Linked DNA regions of Rattus norvegicus: regions 1 and 2 are each linked to region 3. The links are chromatin contacts, called in public Hi-C maps. All regions are on one chromosome and are shown on one strand. The core of a region is the stretch at or near the end of the contact, and the rest is flanking DNA. Distances in the headings are between cores, read along the strand shown. Region 1 overlaps Mtus2 (microtubule associated scaffold protein 2). Region 2 has its middle 130 kb from the start of Ubl3. Region 3 holds the start of Ubl3 (ubiquitin-like 3).

The links. A called contact is a pair of places that touch in the nucleus more often than the background predicts.
Region 1: a Hi-C map of Schwann cells shows a contact between it and region 3, with 4 times the contacts expected there. The contact joins the enhancer-like site here to the promoter of Ubl3 in region 3. A contact is called at or near these places in 2 of 12 Hi-C or Micro-C datasets (the A7r5 cell line and Schwann cells).
Region 2: a Hi-C map of frontal cortex shows a contact between it and region 3, with 1.6 times the contacts expected there. The contact joins the enhancer-like site here to the promoter of Ubl3 in region 3. A contact is called at or near these places in 6 of 12 Hi-C or Micro-C datasets (the A7r5 cell line, the Rat2 cell line, Schwann cells and 3 more) and 1 of 1 datasets of contacts at active chromatin or transcription factors (oligodendrocytes).

The regions. Positions count from the first base shown.
Region 1 is chr12:11,743,355-11,747,063 of GRCr8, forward strand. It overlaps Mtus2 (microtubule associated scaffold protein 2), which reads right to left. Exons shown (of 15, transcript NM_001374100.2): 15 at 1-2,130. The coding sequence ends at 1,917. Among named protein-coding and RNA genes, the nearest start is that of Slc7a1, 81 kb to the left of the region's middle. Within about 2 kb of position 1,882, at least 19 of the 93 cell types and tissues checked have an H3K27ac peak or open chromatin away from gene starts, as enhancers often do. A contact at or near this core is called in Schwann cells, where this site is marked.
Region 2 is chr12:11,374,590-11,378,856 of GRCr8, forward strand. No RefSeq gene overlaps it. Among named protein-coding and RNA genes, the nearest start is that of Ubl3, 130 kb to the right of the region's middle. Within about 2 kb of position 2,257, at least 53 of the 93 cell types and tissues checked have an H3K27ac peak or open chromatin away from gene starts, as enhancers often do. A contact at or near this core is called in Schwann cells, where this site is marked.
Region 3 is chr12:11,508,310-11,512,404 of GRCr8, forward strand. It overlaps Ubl3 (ubiquitin-like 3), which reads left to right and starts at 1,603. Exons shown (of 5, transcript NM_001015030.1): 1 at 1,603-2,417. The coding sequence starts at 2,391.

The DNA.
Region 1 (3,709 bases), core at 632-3,131, 240 kb after region 3:
AGGAGGCGGGTCCTAACTCGGAGAGCTAAACGGCCAACCGAACTTAACGTCCGCAGGTTGTGCCTGCTAAAAGAACAAATAGTTGTGTGTGTTGAACTGACATGGCATGAGCTACTCTTATGGGATGCCCAGCTCGGTATCCCAGGATCATGCAGAGCCAAAGGAAAAAAAAAAGACCTGTTTCTTCTCTGTGTATCTACCGTGTGTGCCTCCAGAATGGGCAAGACCCGCGGAGGTTGACTACAGTTAGATGCACCCGAGACCAAGGAAGCCCAACTTGGAGCCACAGGAGGGATGTTGACCACACTTGTCTCGGTGTCAGATATGTGTGTCCTTGGAGTGGCTGACACCGTCTTCTTGGCTCCGTGGCTCTTCTCATCTTGGGCCTGCTCACAGACAGACAGGCCCATGCTTAGAAAACGGAGGGTCTCTTGTCACATACAGGAAACAAAGGTATCATTCAGCGCGGCACGGTACTGCCAGTTAAAACTACTTCTCTTTTGTGGGTCATGCTTCTAATCTTCCATAGCACTACATGAATACCTTTCATGTTCTAACTCTACCTCATTAGAGACGAAGGCCAGTCCAGCGGCTGATGGATGCTGACTGGCCGTTTCACTGCGTTCCCTTGTTTGGGAGAGCCTTCTGGGGCTAAGACGGGACCACAGCCAGGTGCAGTCCTGGTAACCCTCCAGCAGAAGGGACATGATCTAGCACCTTTAGAACTGGCTTCCCCCCCCCCTTTCCCCAAGAGAGAAAGGCTGGTTTCCGGAAGCCTTGACTAGAACCCCTGAGCCATCTTGATGTGCAGTGATGGGGTCGAGTCATAGAACCAAACTGAAAAATGGGGGTGTTGCCTATGAGAGGCGATGGTTGGGGCCATGTCGGCCCCTACCAGAACTCCTCCTCCATGAGGATGGGTCATGCATGGTCTAGATAGTCTCCGAGTTCATGCTTACCCTCATCGCAAAGGTCGCATGCGTCCGTGTTTTCCTGAGGATGCAATAATATCTTAATGGTGGATTTGCAAGGTGCCATTTGGGGTTGGGGGTGGGGAGCAAAACTGGTGTTTTCAAGATTATAATGAATTGATAAGGGGAAAAACATTGGCCAGACCATGTGATCCCTCCGGTCCCCCCCTCCCCCACACCCTGCGACATTTTACCTCCTTGGGATGGGAGAAGTCATAATTAAATCCTGCAATGGGCTGAGAGTGACCCCACCTCGCGTTGGACTAAGAAGCTAGTTGCTCCAAAGGCGGTTACCATCTACAAATCGCTGGTGTTTAGGGTAAGCAGGGTACCACTTGGTCTCATGCTTGCTTGCTTGCTTTTTCTTTTTTCTTTTTTTTTTTTCTTTTTTCTATTTTGGGTAGAAATATCTCCAGGAAACTAGATAGAAATGCGTTTTTCATTTCCCAATAATTCTTAGGCACAAGTTAGAAAACTGCTGACCGTCGCTAAAATATGTCAGCGCATCGTGTGTTATATATGTATATATATATAAAAAAAAGCAATTCGGAGTCGCCGCAGGTGTGTACCCACGCATCTGAATACACACCCGCAGCGGTGCAAGGAGGGTTTTCGAGTATTCGAAAAACGGAGCTGTTTGTGGCTGACCTAAAGTTCCGCTGCGGAACTCCGTCTCTCAGGAACAATTGGAGCTGTTTCTCTTTTGCTTCTAACTATACTAAAGCATTTTGTTTTTGTTTTTGTGTTTTGCTTTTGGACACCAGACTCTGCTGCTTACGCCTTCCTAAGCGCCAATACCAGGACGGTCTCACACGAGGGTCAGAGAGGACTCTGCCTAAGATGCAGTATGCAGCTACTGAGCATGCGCACAGGGCAGCCACCAGCACCGGCCAGCACTCCCTCGGACGGACAGAAGCTTGAGCTCCTGTGGGTGGCAGGGTGATGTCATCTAGGTGTGGTACTGACTCTGGCTGGAGAGGAGGGTCCAGAGGAGGAGCCCCTGTACACCGGAGATGTGGGGGAGAGTTTAATCGGGCTGGTCGGGTCCCCAGTCTGGAGCTTCCAAAGTAGTTCCTCGTTGGTTCGGCTCAGTCTCTTCTTTTCCTGGGTCTCTTTCTCCACGTATTCCTGGAGATTAGCATTTTCCTCCGACAGTTGTCTGCGTGGGGGAGAATGGTAGTTAGCAGCGGGAACCATTGGGCGTACTAGTGACAGAGGCTGATAGGCGGAGGCCGGGGGCAATTCCCCAGGCTCGCAGGTCTCTCTGCTGGGTTAGGGGGCAGTTGTGCACAGAGCAAAGAAAGGCTAGAGGCTGGAGTAGGAAGTGGGGGAGATGGTAGGTCACGTGGGCTGCTGCTACAGCCCATAGGAGGGGTTGCTATGGAGATTGTCTACGGCTGTGGTCAGGGTACTGACTAACAGCGCCAATCAGCCGGGAATATTTTCCCGTTACCTCCAGCCCTGAGTACGTGCCTCTGCGATTGAAGTCATTAGCTCGGCTGTAGAGTCGGTCTGTCTACATGTCTGTCTGCTGGACCACAAGTCCTAGAGGGCAGGGGTCAAGACTCTGTTATGTTCTTGGCTGGCGTTCAGCATGGCATCCAGAAAAATAGATGTTTGATCACCGTCGGTTGATAACGGGGGTCGGGGGTGGGGGAGAGAAAGCAATCGTGTGTGTGTGTGTGTGTGTGTGTGTGTGTGTGTGTGTGTGTGTGTGTGATGTCATGGTGCTTAAATTGCTGGCTTTGCTGCGTGTTTTTGGTAATTTTTGTACTTTATGTGTGTGTTTTGGCTGCGTGCATGCCCGAGAACCATTGCATGCAATGCCTGTGGAGGCCAGAAGAGGGCGCGGGTCTCCTGGAACTGTTAACTCTAACAGATAGCTGTGTGCTGTCAGGTAGGTGCGGGGAATCAAACTTGGGTCTTCTGGAAGAGCAGCCAGTGCTCTTAACCACGGAGTCACCTGTCTATTTCAACTTGTGTTTTAGAGAGTGATCGCTGCTTTCAGGAATCGGCCAGAGTAAGTACAAATACATTTTACAACTGGATGGGCTAAAGTCCCAGAAAGGTACTCTGGGCTGACGCCTGCACTTGCTGTCTGAGGAAAGGTGGCTGGGTATGTGTGGGCGTGTGAACAAGTGGCATGCCAGTGTATAAGCATGCACGTGCATCAGTGTATGTGTAAGTGTGAGCACGCGTGAATGGATATATACATGAGTGTGTGCACATAAGCATGGGTGTACACAGGATAACATATCATAGCCACACCGAGGAGTCTGGTCCAACAGAATGGGAAAAGGCGAAGGCCTCCATCTCACTCGGGCGACTTAGCCTTGCCCAGTATAATAACCTGCAGCCAGCCACAGACGCCACAGACGTTTTCACTGCACTCTGAGCTGGGGTCAAGAGTGACCCAATCCTTCCTTGAAAGCAGGAGCCTATAGGGAAGAGCTGACCCGATTTTCTGGAATATTGGGGTTACCTAGCCATGGTTCTCTTTAGCTGGGGACTTTAGCTGATGCTCTTCTCCTAATCTCTGGGATGAAATCTTCCTGCTCTGGGGCCCCTGCTTCCTGGGCTTGAGGTCCTCACTCACTTCTGGGGAACGGGGCCGGCTGGGATGCAGAGCTGGGATGTGTACCATGGGGTCACGGCCATCTGCTTTTCTTCTGATCAACTGAGAGGCACCAGGAGATTGTTCAGACTGGATACTGGGACATGCGGATGTTCCGGGAAAG
Region 2 (4,267 bases), core at 1,007-3,506, 130 kb before region 3:
TTGCCCATGTCCATTCACGCACAGGGACGGGTGGGCTGGGCTGCACAGCCAGGGTGGATTAGGTCGGGAGCTAAGTGCCAGTGCCCCAATCAGCAAATCCAACCCTTGGACCACTGAGCTTCTGTGTGGCGTTTAGTTAGAGAGACTCATAGGAGGCCTGCACACGGGCTTTCCCAGTCAGCAGGATCCTGCAGACCCATGATCTTTCTCCATCAAGCTTAGGTGACCTGAACACAAAGCACTGATGTCTCCTGGCTTTGTTCGATGTGGAGGTTGTGGGGGAACCTGTAGGTGCTCTCATCAACTCTGTGTTGAAGATGTGCTGCTAAAAATCCCTTCCCTGGAGGATGAAAACATCTACCCCACCCCCTCCCAGGATGGGTGATGGCTTCCCCCATACTTGTCCATGTGGACCTTCTTCCCTAGTTCTTCCCTGTCTATCCAGCCTCTAGTCCGTGGTTCTCAACCTATAGGTCTCAAAGGGGTCACACACCGGATATTTACACCACGATTCATAACGGTAGCAAAATCACAGTTATGAAATAGCAACAAAAATAGTTTTACGGTGGTGGGGGTTGGTGGAGTCCATCACGACATGAGGAACTGTATTGAAGGGTTGCATGCAGCATTGGGAAGGTTAAGAATCAGCACGCTAGTCCCTCCCCCAAACCCCTATTCTGTTATCAAGGCAGAATTAGAGAGGACTGGTTAGGAGTGTCTAGACACAGTGAGGATCCAGTGGTCCTCACCCCAGCCCTTTAGAAGGTAAGCACTCAAGCTAACTGTGATCTTTCAAGAGCAGGCCCATAGAGCTTCTGAAAGCGACAGCTGTTTGGTTCCAAGAACAGTCCTGTCCCTCTGAGCTGCATCCTCTGAGCTTCCTGCCAACACATGCTCTATTATCTGTCCAGGGCTCTCAGAGGTTCTCTAAATCCTGAACCCCTCTGGCTTGGGCCTCCAGAGCTGGGTTAAAATCTGAACTCACAAAACTAGGAAACATTGGGAGAGCAGCTGGGCAGTGATTAGAACTTGTAGCCCACAGGGGGCTTTTCTCCTATCAATTTTTTAAATGTTTTTTAAGGTTTATTTATTTATTATATACATTGTAGCTATCTTCAGACACACCAGAAGAAGGCATCAGATCTTATTACAGATAGTTGTAAGCCGCCATGTGGTTGCTGGGATTTGAACTTAGGACCTTTGAAAGAGCAGTCGGTGTTCTTAACCACTGAGCCATCTCTCCAGCCCTCCTATCAATTCTTTTAAGTTATGTGTATATGAGTGAGTGCAGACCCAGAGGAAGCCAGAGGACTCCTAGAAACTGGAATTATAGGTAGTTGTGAAACAACCAAAATGGGTACTGGGAACTTGAATCCTCTTAGCCGCTGCCAAGCTGTCTCTCCAGCCCTGATACTGGGGACTTTTTAGATAAAATAGGGGTGAAGAATCTAGAAGACACAGACCAGCAACAGAGGGGACCTGGCAGTGCAGGCCTTGGCCTGGCAGTGTGGGATCCTCTGGCTTGAGACTGGCTTGCTAACACTGGATGGCAAGGGGCAGGCTAACTAACAACAGGGTCCCTGCTCCCTGTACTGCTCTGCACCCTCCATAGGGCCCAAAGGAAGGTCTATGCTTCTGCCTCTCCTGAGCTTCCAGACTGGGCTGTCTCTGGAGATGCTGCAACAGACTGTGGCTTTTAGAATTTTCAGCCCAGGAAAAGGAGAGAAACGTTAAAATGCTAGTGAAACGGTGAGACACTATTTCAGGCTAAGAGGTGGTATTTCGGGAGGCTCCGAGGAACTCATTTGGGAGGGTTTGGGCAGAAGAAGCAGGGACAGGAAAAACCCTCAAGGGCTGGCAATCTGGGATAGCTGGAGAGGTTTGCCTGGGGCTCTCCCAGGAAGCCCCAGGAAGTAAGGAAGCGTCAAAGAACAGAGCAAGCTGCAGTCGGCTCAGGCTGCCCAGACATAGGCCAGAGGAACCAATTGGCCTCATGCCACTGTAGCAGCAGTGAGGGGAGGGTGGGAGGGGGCTCCACAGAAGCTCTGGGAAGAATTCTGCTCTGTGTCCATTACCACTGTGTGCCAGGCACGTGCAAGGAACTGACAGAGCCTGGGACAATGAGACATTCTAATTTTGACAGCAAAGAGCTACATTTTGAGTAGAACAAGAACAGCCAACTATGTGGAATGTCTGCTTGGCAGCAGCCTTGCCTAACTGGGCAGCACCGGCTTTCTAATGTAATCCCTGTGACACAAAGCACAAACTCAGTACAATGGCTGAGGACGTGGACCTTGGAGTCAGATATCAAATCCTGCCTCGGGCACTAATGGGTTGTGCAACTTAGACGGCTTCGCTTATCCTCTCTGTGTATTCATTTATAAAGTAGGAGTGACAGTCGTGTTTATCCTGGAAGAGCATTGCAGATTTTGCTCATATATGTGTAGGCTTGTGTGTATGTATGTATATGCATATGTATATGTATATGCATATGTATATGCATATGTATATGTATATGCATATGTATATGCATATGTATATGTATGTATGTATCTGGGAAGAGATATTGTTCGTATGTATGCATATATACATGTATGCATATATGCATGCATGTATGCATGTGTGAATGTATGCATGTGTGCATGTATGCATGTGTGCATGTATGTGTGTGCATGCATGCATGTATGTATGTGTGCATGTATGCATGTATGTATGTGTGCATGTATGTATGTATGCATGTATGTATGCATGTATGTATGTATATGTATGTTGCAGAGGTGATCCATGTGGCTGGAGGCTGGACTCAGAGCTCAGGTCTCTGCCTTAAGCTTTCCACTGCTCTATCTGTGGCCAGCAAACTTATCCAGGGTTCTGTCATTTGGGGCCACTTCTTATGGTGGAGGCATATGCAGAAGTCCTGATGACCACCGGCGTGCAGCATGACAAGCCCCAAGAGGGTGGTTTATCAGGACGGGGTCAAGCACCCTGGGCTGTACACAGACCACTCAGGGTCCTAGAAACATAAGTAACCAGCAGTGGGATTTAGCATTCTCACATCTACAGATCACTTAAGGAAACTTGGGTCTCCGGAGCCCACCAGTCTATGCCAGTTTTCTAGGAGCATCCTTCAGCCCTACTGGGTAAGAGGCTTCTCTGTCGCTTCCAGGTCTCGAACTGTGGATAAGATGTTAAAAGTACTGAGTGAGCTGGGAGCTTCTGGTCTGGGTCGGAGCCAGACGAACGATTGTTTTTGGCTTCCCTACAGTCACCTAAGGAACTGTTACTGTGTGCCGGGGACCCACTCTCCCTGCCTAGCCCAGGGATCACTGGTTCACAGACTTAGAGCTAAGTGTCCCTTGCAGCAGGGTGGCCACCAGTTCATTTCTGTGGGAGGGTGGCATGCTTCTCTCTTGTTTCCATCTCTTCTGAGTAGGCCAAAGAGAGGACTCTGTGGACGTCTGGCCTTGGTCCCTGGACCACGGCGGCCTCCTTTTACCTGAGAAAGCTCGCTTCCCTGGCCTACCACAAGGAGTTAATTTCCTGCTTGTCCAATGCCCACCTCAGTAGGTTGCTTTTGGCTAGGCATGAATGTCTTTGGCTCCTGGGGAACTTCCAGAAATAAGCATGTGCAAGACAGAGACGGGCAACTTAGAACATCTGGGAGCGAGGAAAGGGCATTTTGAAGCCTCCCAGTGAGAACCCACTAAGGCTAACAGCCAAGACTCCACTGCTCAACTACCCCAGCCTCGGGCCCTGCTGAAGTCCGGAACTGAGAGATAAGGGATGCCTACAGAGCCTGGCTTGTGTGTCTTTGTCCCGGTAGGGAGCACAGCACAGCTACACTTTTCTACTGTTCTGTTTGGCATCTAGCCACTCCTGGATTGCACTAAAGGGCGTCTAATCTCTATGTGAACTGTGTACTAAGTTGAGTATGACAGCTACGGCTTGTTCAGTTCTGCGTCTCCTATAACACCTGGAAGGACACCAGGCCACCATGGGGAGCCCAGTGTACATTTGCCTAGGGATTTGGGCAAGCCCACAAATGAGGACTGCAAGCAAAGAACGGGGGACCATGATAAAGCACTTCACTGGCAGCAATATCACAAGGCTGACGAGGTAATAGTTCTCCAAAGGCTAATACATTGAGTCATAAAGGAGACTTGCAAAATGCGTATTTACTGATGTCCTTCTTTCTGTGTAAAATGGTTGCCATGGAGACCTAAGGGAGAGTGGGCCACTGATGTCTAGGGTAGGATCAGGCCAGGTT
Region 3 (4,095 bases), core at 353-2,852:
GAGAGTAGGCGGGGCACGGGGAATTAACCTGGTGAGCATTTTTAAATGGTAATCAAGTACTTCTTCAGAATCTGCTGGTGGATTGAAGAGTTCCAGTTGTCTGGATTTCCAGGAGGATTGGTGGTGGGGAAGGGTCCTGTGGTTATTCAACACACACACAGAGAAACTACATTAACAGACCATAGAACCCACAGATGCTGAAATATGGAAGCCGCATTGGAGTGAGCCTGGGCCTCTGTTTTCCTCTACCTTTGGATTCTTAGGGAGTTGGGTCTGTGATACAGGGCCCTAGGAGTGCATGGAATTTCTTCAGTCAGGCCACCATTCAAAAGACAGGTAGGTCCTCTTAAGTGTCCTGTGAGTTCCCATCCGATGAGGACAAGCGTGACTGGGGAGATGGTCATGGGGAATGACACAGGTTCCTAGACAGTGAGCTCCGTGGGGATAGGGACTGCATAGCTCACGTCTGAACTCTCAGTGGCTGCAGAGTGCTTGGTGCATTTGTGTGCCGAGAGAGAAAGAGGATGAGTAGCAACAGTTCACGTCAGAAGATGTGTGCTATTTACAAAACGATTTCTGTGCCATGTATGAAATCATCCACATAACAGCACCCGGACTTTAGCCCTGGAAGGTAGGCAAGGCTGCTTGATAGGTGAGGTCACAGCTGTAGGTGGGTGTAGTAGTATCGTAGTATCGTGTTGAAACTGCCCTTCCGAGAGGTCTGAGATATGATTAAGGATCAACTGAATACCTGTGGTTTCTCTATTCTGATCCGATATCTGTGGCAGACATATTTTTCCACCTAAATCTTCTAGCACCAGCATTATATTATGCTGTTTTAAATTCATAATACAATTACGTCACCGGGTCAAAGAGGGGCTAGGCTGGAAGTAGGTGAATCTACAGGTAGTCTCTGCTACAGACTTTGCATGATATCACTATTGTGACTAATACAGTTTCTGGTCATTTCAATTAAGTAGATTGTAGCTTTATGGCCGTGGCACTTCAGAAAACGTGTGTTCAAACATTGCCTCTGCTTCATGAGAGCCTTGTTTCTGTTGAACTTCCGTGGCCTTATTGGAAATCAATGATTGCTTCTGATCTTCAAACTGTCATGTTGAGGAGACCTAAAGATTAACTCACTCAATAAAATGGTCTGAGATTGCAGGTTGTGGAGAACTTGCAATAATTAAAACGCATGCTTCTGCACCATGGTATGTCCTATTTTAACAGAGTCTACACAGTGCGCGAGGGACTTCTTCGTGCAAGTTGTTTTCCTCCAACAATCCGCGTAATCATGGCATTTCTGGACACAGGTAGGAACTGACTGCAGGGCAAGAGCCTCTAAACTGGAGACAAGGAAGCTATTGCTATGCAGGGAACTGTTGCTATGCGGGGGCGTGGCATTGATGCCCGCAAGGACGCCCTGGCGGCCCCTTCCCCTCACCTGCACGAACTACATTTCCCGTGATGCTCCGAGAGGGTTCCGTTGTGACGAAGGGAACAAGCGCAGACGGGGGCGGGGGAGAGGGGGCGCTATTCCCAAGTCGGCTCTCAGGCACCAGCAGCCGCCACCGCCGCCATGTTGGGCTGAGGCGATGACAGGAGGCGGCCGGGGCGTGTGGGATTGAGGAGTGGAGGAGGAGGCGGAGAGTCAGGGCTCTGAGGGGGAGCTGTTCCCAAGCTAAGGGAGGAGCCCCCGGAAGACGCCGCGGAAGGCAGCGAGGCGGAGGCGGCCGGAGTACGGACGCGATGTGGCCCGACCCGCGCTGCTGCGCTGAGGCGCCCGCGGCCTGAGCCCCCCGGCGCTGCGCTCGGTTCGGCTCGGCCCGGTTCGGCTCGGCTCGGCGGCCGGCGAGGTCGATGCCCTTGAGCGCGGCTGCGCGCAGCTCGGCTGTGCGGCCCCGCGGCGCGCGCTGAGCTTCTCGGCGGCCCCGGCCGCTCTCAGCTCGGCGCTCGATGTGTAGCCACATAGTTATCTGTACACTTCGTCGCCGGGGCTTTAATGAGGACCTGAGTCGCGAGCGCGAGTGAATCACCGCCTGGGCCGGGGAAAGAGGACGGCGCATTTAACCCCCTCCCACCCCACTCCATGTCCCTGTGTCACTCGGCTCTGTCCACCTGGCGCGGCGGGTCCTGGAGCTGCTACTGCTGCTGACGATCGACTCCCCTCGCGCCTCTCGCCCCAGAAGCTCTTGTGCTCCCACGTAACTTCTACTTTTTTTTTTTCCTTTTGAGAAAGCTCAGCACGAACCGATCAGAATTGTGAAGGGTTTTTGTTTTTTTTTTGTTTTTTGTTTTGCTTTTGGGTTTTCCGAAGCTCCAGCACTTCTGCTCTTGTTTTTGTTTTGTTTTCTGCGTAAACCTCTGGCCCACTCTCAAAAGGCAAGATGTCCAGTCATGTCCCGGCGGATATGGTAAGTGAACGATAAGTTCTGAGGTTCGGATTGTATTGTGGTTTCCAATCTGATTTAATCGGAAGACGACGCTGGCGTCGGGGCGAAGGTTTCTGGGGCCCGGTGGGGGGGAAATGGGGGCACTTCTGGAAAAGCCAGTCTACTTGGTTTTGGAGAAGTTGGCTCTTCTCCCCTCATCCGCCCCCCCTTCCTTTCTTTTTTTTTAGGAAGCACTAGTTTTTGTTGTGGTTTTGCTTCTTCTTTTTCTTTCTTTTCTTTCTTTTTCTTTTTTCTTTTTAAACCGCTGGGAGTCACTGGTTCGGTTGTGTTTTCTAAGTCGCCAGAGGCAGGGAAATGCAGTGGAAGCGGAGGAAATTCCTTCCCGATTGCTAGAAGGCTCTGAAGGCTTGGATTTAAACGCTTCGAGAAAACGTCAGGGGCTGTGTGGGCACAGCCGGGGACGGGCGCCGTGCTGGATACCTAGGGTAGGAAGAGGCTGTCTAGCTCAGCGACAGACAAGATCGCTCAGACGTAGGTGCACACTTGATAGTTTCAGAGACAGCGGCGCACCTCTTCGGAAAAAGTCTTGCTGCGAGCCCTTGGAAACGTCTAGCCGAACAGCTATGACAATCCGAGCTATTTAAATGTTTTTTCAATTCTAGGCTGATCGCGTAAGGGATCCATTTTTAATATAGATATTACAAGGTTTCTTGGAACCAAGTATTTAACAGTTTTGCATTTTAGGTTCTTGTTTGTCTATTGTTTGTTTTAAGCCAGTTAAGCATGTTTATTGAGCCTGCATCACTGGGCGTTGAGAACTGGAAACAAAAAGTGCTCTTGTTTATTGAGGCTTTTTCCTTTGGTTTCTAAATGTTAGGGTGTGAGTATGTTGACTGGCAGTTACTGTGTAGCCTTACAGTGCGGAGGGGTGGGTTTGTGGGAGTGTGAAGTGACACTTTGCAGTCCTGAGGGCAGACATAATGCAAGTTACAGGGAGATGAATAATCCTGTTTCTGAAAGAATCGAAGTTAATGTAATCATGCCCACTTATGTCAAGTTGACATTTAAATGTGTGTGAATTACAGTGCGAACCCAAAATTGAACTTTGCTAATGACTGCATTTTTAAAATGTCAGATATTTCTATGGAGGGATGACCTGTTTTACATATGTTTAAAAGAAAAATGACCCTAAATTGTGTATTTTGACCTTGGTTTAAAGGTATTTTGTTTGTTTGATTTTCCACTTAATATGCTATTCAAATGCAAAGGAACCACTGGGTCTGCCTCCCGGGTGGCCACTCTGCTTGCAGCCTTTGCTTCCGGAGTCTTTAAACTCGGCTCTGTCCTTTTAGCTGTTCTTCCTTCTTGATGTGTGCAGGGGGAACGGTCTCCTGCCTGCCTGAGTGGCTGCCAAGGTTCTCTTTCCACTATTCTGGAGTTGCCTGGAGAGGTCTCTACACAGAACTGCAAATGCTTCTTCCCCTGTTTGATGAGTGATCTGTGGGCTCATAGCCTCGGGCAAAGATTTGCTCTTTGTAAAGCCTCCATTTTATAGCATCAGCGCAGTGAAGGCTACACCCACCTGAGTGCCATCTATTCTGTCAGAGAAGTTGTAATGGAATAGATGTGTGTAGTTAAAGCAGTGCCACTTTCTTTGGGCCCACTGATAAAGAAAAAGTGGGGTGTAGAGCACCAACCA